2 separate regions of the Sus scrofa genome follow, and region 2 is linked to region 1. The links are chromatin contacts, called in public HiChIP or PLAC-seq maps. All regions are on one chromosome and are shown on one strand. The core of a region is the stretch at or near the end of the contact, and the rest is flanking DNA. Distances in the headings are between cores, read along the strand shown. Region 1 has its middle 49 kb from the start of NEUROD1. Region 2 overlaps PPP1R1C (protein phosphatase 1 regulatory subunit 1C).

What was found. HiChIP or PLAC-seq counts read pairs in DNA pulled down with a chosen protein or histone mark.
Region 2: an H3K27ac HiChIP or PLAC-seq map of alveolar macrophages shows a contact between it and region 1. The contact joins two enhancer-like sites. A contact is called at or near these places in 1 of 5 promoter capture datasets (liver), 22 of 47 Hi-C or Micro-C datasets (adipose tissue, alveolar macrophages, blood and 13 more) and 2 of 2 datasets of contacts at active chromatin or transcription factors (alveolar macrophages and skeletal muscle).

What each region holds. Positions count from the first base shown.
Region 1 is chr15:87,227,701-87,231,082 of Sscrofa11.1, reverse strand. No RefSeq gene overlaps it. Among named protein-coding and RNA genes, the nearest start is that of NEUROD1, 49 kb to the right of the region's middle. Within about 2 kb of position 1,767, at least 10 of the 83 cell types and tissues checked have an H3K27ac peak or open chromatin away from gene starts, as enhancers often do. A contact at or near this core is called in alveolar macrophages, where this site is marked.
Region 2 is chr15:87,539,947-87,543,328 of Sscrofa11.1, reverse strand. The region is part of intron 4 of PPP1R1C (protein phosphatase 1 regulatory subunit 1C); the gene reads right to left. Among named protein-coding and RNA genes, the nearest start is that of PPP1R1C, 77 kb to the right of the region's middle. Within about 2 kb of position 1,773, at least 2 of the 83 cell types and tissues checked have an H3K27ac peak or open chromatin away from gene starts, as enhancers often do. A contact at or near this core is called in alveolar macrophages, where this site is marked.

The DNA.
Region 1 (3,382 bases), core at 518-3,017:
ACGTACAAGATGGTGTCAGCTCCCAGCATGAAGAATTGTGTGAACAAAAGAGAAAATTATTGTACAAAACTTTTAAATCAGGCCTCCTATAATCTGAGAGTCTGTTATCCTCTTTCACATCCATAAAATATTGAAATCAGACTAGATGATTTCTCAGTCGCTTACCAGGCCAGAAATCCTGTGGCAAGAATTATTTTAAGGTATGTGGCTCAACAAATGTTATGCAAAAATATGCATATAAATTCTTGTACAGAATGAGATTGTACTCTAGTAGCCTAATTAATTGCATGTATAAATTGAATTAAAACACTGAGAGGTATTGCATAAAAAAATAGAAAAATAGAAACTTCTCCTAAATCCAGAAAAAAATAGAAATAATTCTTACCTGCGATGTTTAAAACATTTATTCATTCATGTATCAAGTGTATCTTGATTTCCAACAGTGTTCCAGGTATGGTGCTAAGTTCTAGGGATAACAACATATCCTAGAAATTGTTCTCCCAGAAGGGAGAGTATCATTGATAGAAGGAACTCAAAACTGCGAGGCTGAAGGAGGTATGAATTGAAGAAGAATGAAAAATTAGATTCCTTTCTAAGAAATAATGTAAAGTCATTTCAGTATATAGACTAAAGTATCTGACTGCACCCTTATGAGCTATTCCTGGAAATGCTGTTTTCATTCTTAGGCTAAGCATCATAAACTGAAAACCAACCAAACAAAAATGACTAAGGCGATGATGAGTTTGAATGACTAATGGGAGAAATTTAAGGGAAGCTAAATATGAGCCATCTGACTCTATAGACTAAATGAGGTCTAAAAATAGAACACTGATGAGGGGGTTGGCATTGTTTTCCAGAGCCATAGAGATAACCATGGGAGTGAGCAGTAAGAGGAGTTAGGAAAACATACACAGTATCAGAAAAAAACTTCCTGTCAGAGAACACCATTAGCTTAATACCATCACTCCGGGGAAGATGTCAGACTTTCCACTTGTTGATCTGTTGGGAACCCACTGACTGAAACTCTGGGGTGTATATTTTGTATTGTTAGTTACCTAGGACAATGGACTGGTGACACCTCTTGGCCTCTGATCTACACTGTGCCAATGCTAAGGAGAGGAGTGAAAAATCACACAGAGAAGGGGTCAAGGGAAATCAAGCATGTTCTTACTGTAATGTGGACACAGATGATGGAATTTTTTAAAATAACATACTACCCAATTAACTGCCCCCCCCCATTCACATGTTCTTTCTCTCCCATTTGGGAGACAACTGAATTCTAGCCCTTAATGCCATTAACTAGACATAATACAGACATGTTGTTTAAAACAAGAAGAAAAAGAAGTCACACTTGCCATGTAAAACAATTCAAATTCCTGGTTCTCTTTCTCCTGTCCTGAAATAAGGAAATAATGCAGAAAAAGTCACCTGGCCTAAGTGAGTTAGTTCAAGAGCACTCCGTCTGTCGGATTTTCTCAGACTTGTCCTCAGCCTCAAGTTCTGTGACAGTGACTTCCACAGAATCAAAATGTCTCCTGATCTTGTCGGATAGGTAAAAACTCTCAATCAGCCCATACTTGCCTCTAATCTAACCATGGCAGAGAGGCATAGACATTAATTATCTTCTGTTGCATTTTTTAAAGGGCAGGAAACAAAAAAAGCTCTGTTGCTTCAACAACTGCCCTTTGGTTCTATGACTAGGCACCTTTGCTTGGCTTCCATTCTCAGCCTTGGGATTAGAGCCCAGTTGTGTTATTCTCATAACTTCTGCTTTGTGGTTTGGACCTTGGCTCTTTTTGTTGCTTATGTGACTTCCGACTTTAACCATCTGCCTTGTTCCTAGATTGACAACTGGCTCCACTTGTTTTTGGTTTCCTGATATGTTTTCCCCTCTCCTAGACTATGACCCTGATGTTTATTCATGGAACTTTTCCCTCATCTTTGTTTTGATTTGTGGGGTAATTAAAAAAAAAATCGTTTCATGCTTAATCTGATCAGCTCTGCTGGAAAAACATCTCTTTCTGGTTTTCAGACCTGTACCTCAGTATTTATCATGTGAAAACCCCATATTTATTTCTTCATTCTAAGTGTAAAGGAATCATTATGATAACAATAATATCTTTGTGGAAGTAACATAAAATAGTTTAAATTATCCTTTAAGCCATATGCTATTAGTTACTATTAGTCACTTTTATAAGTAAAGGGCTTTTTTTTTTCTTTTACTACTTATACTTTTTTTTTTTTCAAAGAATTGAGGTAGTGGGATTTTTTGGTTTACTGTGAGCGGTGGTTAGAAATATAGGTTCTAGAATAACCATGTAACTGATATATCCAATTGGTTTACTACAGCATTACCCAGCATAACTTATTATGTATACTCTATAATTTTCTTGCATAAGTAAATTATTGTTATTTCTTTTAAGTAAAGCTACATTCGCATTTTTCCTCCCTCCATAATTTAGAAATTTTGATCAACAGACAGGTAAATAAATGGTCTTTCTTGATGAGTTATAATTAAAGTAACAAACATTTACTTATGTCAGGAAATAGATTGCCTTAAAGTATACCTATGAATATGCCTCAAGAGGACTCATGTGACTTCAATAGCAGAAAGTACTTATAATAGAAAATTGCAATTCTAAACTCTGGTGAGGTACAACCTCTATGGCTCCCACATTTACTAAAACTATCCCACGGCCTATAGAAATTCTCTGGATTTTAGAAATATCAATTAATTCTACTCCTTTTCAGCTGCTTCCAAAGAGCAAGTTGACAAGAACAGCATTAGTTAACATGATTGCCTAATTTCTTCTTGGTAATCTGCCGTAATTGTCAGAGCATATGACTAGGGTACAGAAGCTGTAATGACTTGTCAATCCATGTATGCTCTCCCTACCCCCATAAATTTGTGACATAGGTTTCCAGACCATGTGGACTTTGGAATTCTACATAATCCAGCAATTTTGCACCCAGGGTATGAACCATAGATCAGAGGTCAGCCTAATCATTTGGAACTTCAGGGAACCAAAAAGAAAACTTCTCACCTCTAAATCATCATGCTATGCTGTTTTTAAAATTGGCAATAAGAAATCTTTAGAAATCTAAGAATTTGCTAATAACAGATCCTAAATCTGAATCTTAGAATTGAGACATTTTAGGAATTGGGGTTTAATTATGTCTAGTTTTGTTAACAATATAAGTTTAAATTACATGTAATTATCATTTTTATAGATTAAAAAGGTCAAATGTTGGCATTTTTAACTACATAAAATCAGATCATAATAAGAAATTTCCTTGAACACAGCTATGTGCTAGACATTCTATTAGACACATATTTTTTGTTATAGTAGAGCTTCACAAAGCCCTGCAAGGTAGGTATTAT
Region 2 (3,382 bases), core at 524-3,023, 310 kb before region 1:
GACCAGAGAGAAGGTAAACACCCTAAGGAAATGATTCATTCACCAAAGTAGTGTTGGGCACATTTTTAAAAACTATTTAAAAGTATATGTATAAGCACTGCTTATGTCTTAAGCATTATGTTAAGCCCTGTAGGTAAGGTAATGAACAAAAGTGACACTGTCACTGCTGCCATATGGATTACTTCTGGTCTGGTTGGAGAGAGAGACACTAAATAAAAAGTTGAACATTATGATTACTTGCAATGAAAGAACTATAGAGAATGAATAACTACCAATAGAGTTTATAGCTATAGATAATTTAGAATGTGTTGCGAGACATGTTTTTATAATATTTTCTTAGCCTCCTTTGCTAAAAACTCCATCTTGTCCTTCCTTACTTTGTCCCGTCTTCCTGCTTGAGAAACAGTCACGGTGATGGTAAATGACTTAAGAACAAAGACCTAAAGCATGGGTTATTCGCAGGGTCAGCTGAATGAGAACATAATACGTTGGTCTAGGCACGCTGGACCTGTGCAGATTGGCACGCCATTTGCACAAGCATGGTATGTCCTCTAAAGAAAAAGAGAAAGAGGAACCTCATGGCCAAGTGGTTTATGAGTGGTCGTTAGCAGAATATGCATTAGCAAAAAGAACCAAGGTGCAAACCTAGGCACACAAGGTTGCCGCAAATAGGCATGCCGCAAATAGGCATGCCGGTTTGCTGAAGCATAGTGAGGATTCTCTGAAATGCTATGCATAGATAGCTAACTCAAATGCTAATGATTCTTAAATGCCTAAAGTTTAGAGTAAAAGTTTAACCATCTACCAGCTAAGTGACTTTTAAAATAATAAAAGAATTTATAAAATAATAAAAAAAATTATATCCTGCACCCACAACCCCCTTTTCACTTGACATAATCCTCAAGAGCACAATAAAAGCAGTGTGGTTTCTTGAGGCAGGGCTCTTGATCCCTGAGACCTTGAGTCCCCTGGTTCCCACCTTTACTTAAGATAAATGTCTCTGTGTCTTGTTTTATGTTAACTTTTTTTCCTTAAGTTCCATAGCACCCGTTCTTCAGCCCCATCCTGCTGAGCTGGTCTTGGCAGAATGGAGGGTTAGGGAAAGCGCCTTTCAAGGATCTGACCTTTAAGGACAGAGCTTTGATGATAAGTAGGAGCTAGCCAAATAAAGAATGAAGACAAGGGAGTTGCCTTCATGGCTCAGTGGTTAATGAACCATACTAGGATCCATGAGGGTGTAGGTTCAATCCCTGGCCTCTCTCAGTGGGTTAAGGATCCGGTGTTGCTGTGAGCTGTGGTGTTGGCTGCAGACGTGGCTCAGATATAGTTTTGCTGTGACTGTAGTATCAGCCACTGGCTGTGTAGCTCAGATTAGACCCTTAGCCTGGGAAATTTCCTATGCAGCAGGTGCAGCCCTAAAAGAAAAAAAAGAAGAAGGCAAGGGCAAATATTCTAGATGAGAATGTATACAATCTCTTTCAGGAAAGAACTTGGTGCATTTGGAAGATGACAGAATGCCAGTGTGCCTGGGACCTGGTGGGTGAGGGAAAGAGAAGGCAGACTGCAGTCATAGAGCAGTAAGCTTTCTAAATTTTGCTCTGGAATAGGAATTTTATCTAAGGGCAAAGAGGAGCTATTGAAGAGTTTTAACAAAGGAAGTGGCATAATCACTTCTGTGTTTTAGAAATTTCACTTTGGCTACAGTATAGAAAACAAACAGGAAGTAAGAAGCGAGAGGCTGAATGGAGAGTAAACAATTACGTCCTGGCAAAGAGATGACTGTGACTTGAATTATGGTGGCAGTATTGGAGACAGAAGAAGGGAAGGTGGGCGAGGTACTAATGGGATACAATCCATAGGACCTGGTTCTCTGCTAACCAAGAGAGCCACGGAGAGGGAGAGTGTCACTAGAGGCTCCTAGAACTCAGGAGTAAGCACTTAAGTAGATGAAGATTACTTCCTGAGAAGGGGAGCAGTGAAAGACAAATTGCTGTCAAAAGGTCTGTTTCAAATATGCTAACTTTGATCTCATGATCTTTGATCTCTATGAGCTACTGTCCTATGACATAAGAAAGACATGTTAGGGAGGTGACTGGATATCTGAATCTGGTCAATCTGTAGACCTGCTACAACAGAATCACCTGGAACTTTTGATTATCTGGCTCTACTCCAGGCCTAGTATTTAAAATCTTCAAGAGAACATAGACAATCTGATACCCTGAGATTAGATGCAGTGGCAAAAAATGGAAGCAATGTTCAATGCATTACTAGATAGTTGTACTAGTTAACCTTTAAGCTCCTTGACAACTTTGAGTAACTATAATGGTATGACTAGAAAGGTGGTGAGACCAAGTACTAAATTTATTATTACTTTCTAAGAGTAAATGTACTGGACAAGCCATGAAACATCTCTAATGGACAAGAGCCCTATCCAGATTCTTCTATTTACATTGCCAAGTTTGTCATATGATGCTACCACCTTGGCCACAAACTAATTGTTAGAGGAACCAGGCCCTAGTCAGAAGCAATCACCTAATTGTTCTAGCAGTCCATGAGATAACCTTTCTTAAAAATCCAGCCAAACTGATGAATCATTCTGGATAGCAATTAATTTTCCAAATCAGGTTTTCCCTTTGACCATAGGGGGAAGAGAGTGGAGAAAAGTAAAACAAGGAAAACAAAAGAATACTGATAATTAGGAACATAAGAATTAAGGGAGGATCAAGTAGAGAGAGAAGCAAAGGAAACAGAAGCAGAGTCACAAGTATGACAATTAGTAGAACAGGGTTTAAGAGATATCCTCTTCTGAGCAGATTGACAATGTGGCTAGATTCCCCAGTTTATTACAGTTCATTTATTCAACAAGTTTTTACTGAGCGTCTATTATGTACCAGGAACTGTACTAGGGGGTTGTCATGGATACCTCATTCTAGGTACATGATGAGTGCTGTGGAAAAAATTAAGGCAGTGTTGTGAGGAGGTAATATTAGCTGAGCCATTTGAGAGGCCAGTTGATAAAGAGCTTTTCAAGGAGAGAAAATGGAAGTACAAATTCTCTGATACAGACGTGTGTTTGAGATGTTTATAAATAGTGAAAAAGTCCATGACATTGAACCTAAGTGAAGAAGGGGCAGAGTGAAAGGAAATGAGATCAGAGAGGGGCACCAGAACAGTTCATTCAAGGATTCATAAGCCATAATTGGGTTTTTCACTTTATTCTTAATGTGACAGGAAGTTTTTGAGGATTTTGACCAAGGGGCTGGCATGATCACATTTGCAAGTTAGAGGAATTACCCGGGCTTGTGTCTGGCGACTAGATTGTAGAGGGTTAGGGATAGAAGCAGCCTGGGCAAGAAAGAATGGTGGCTCACACAAGGTAGTA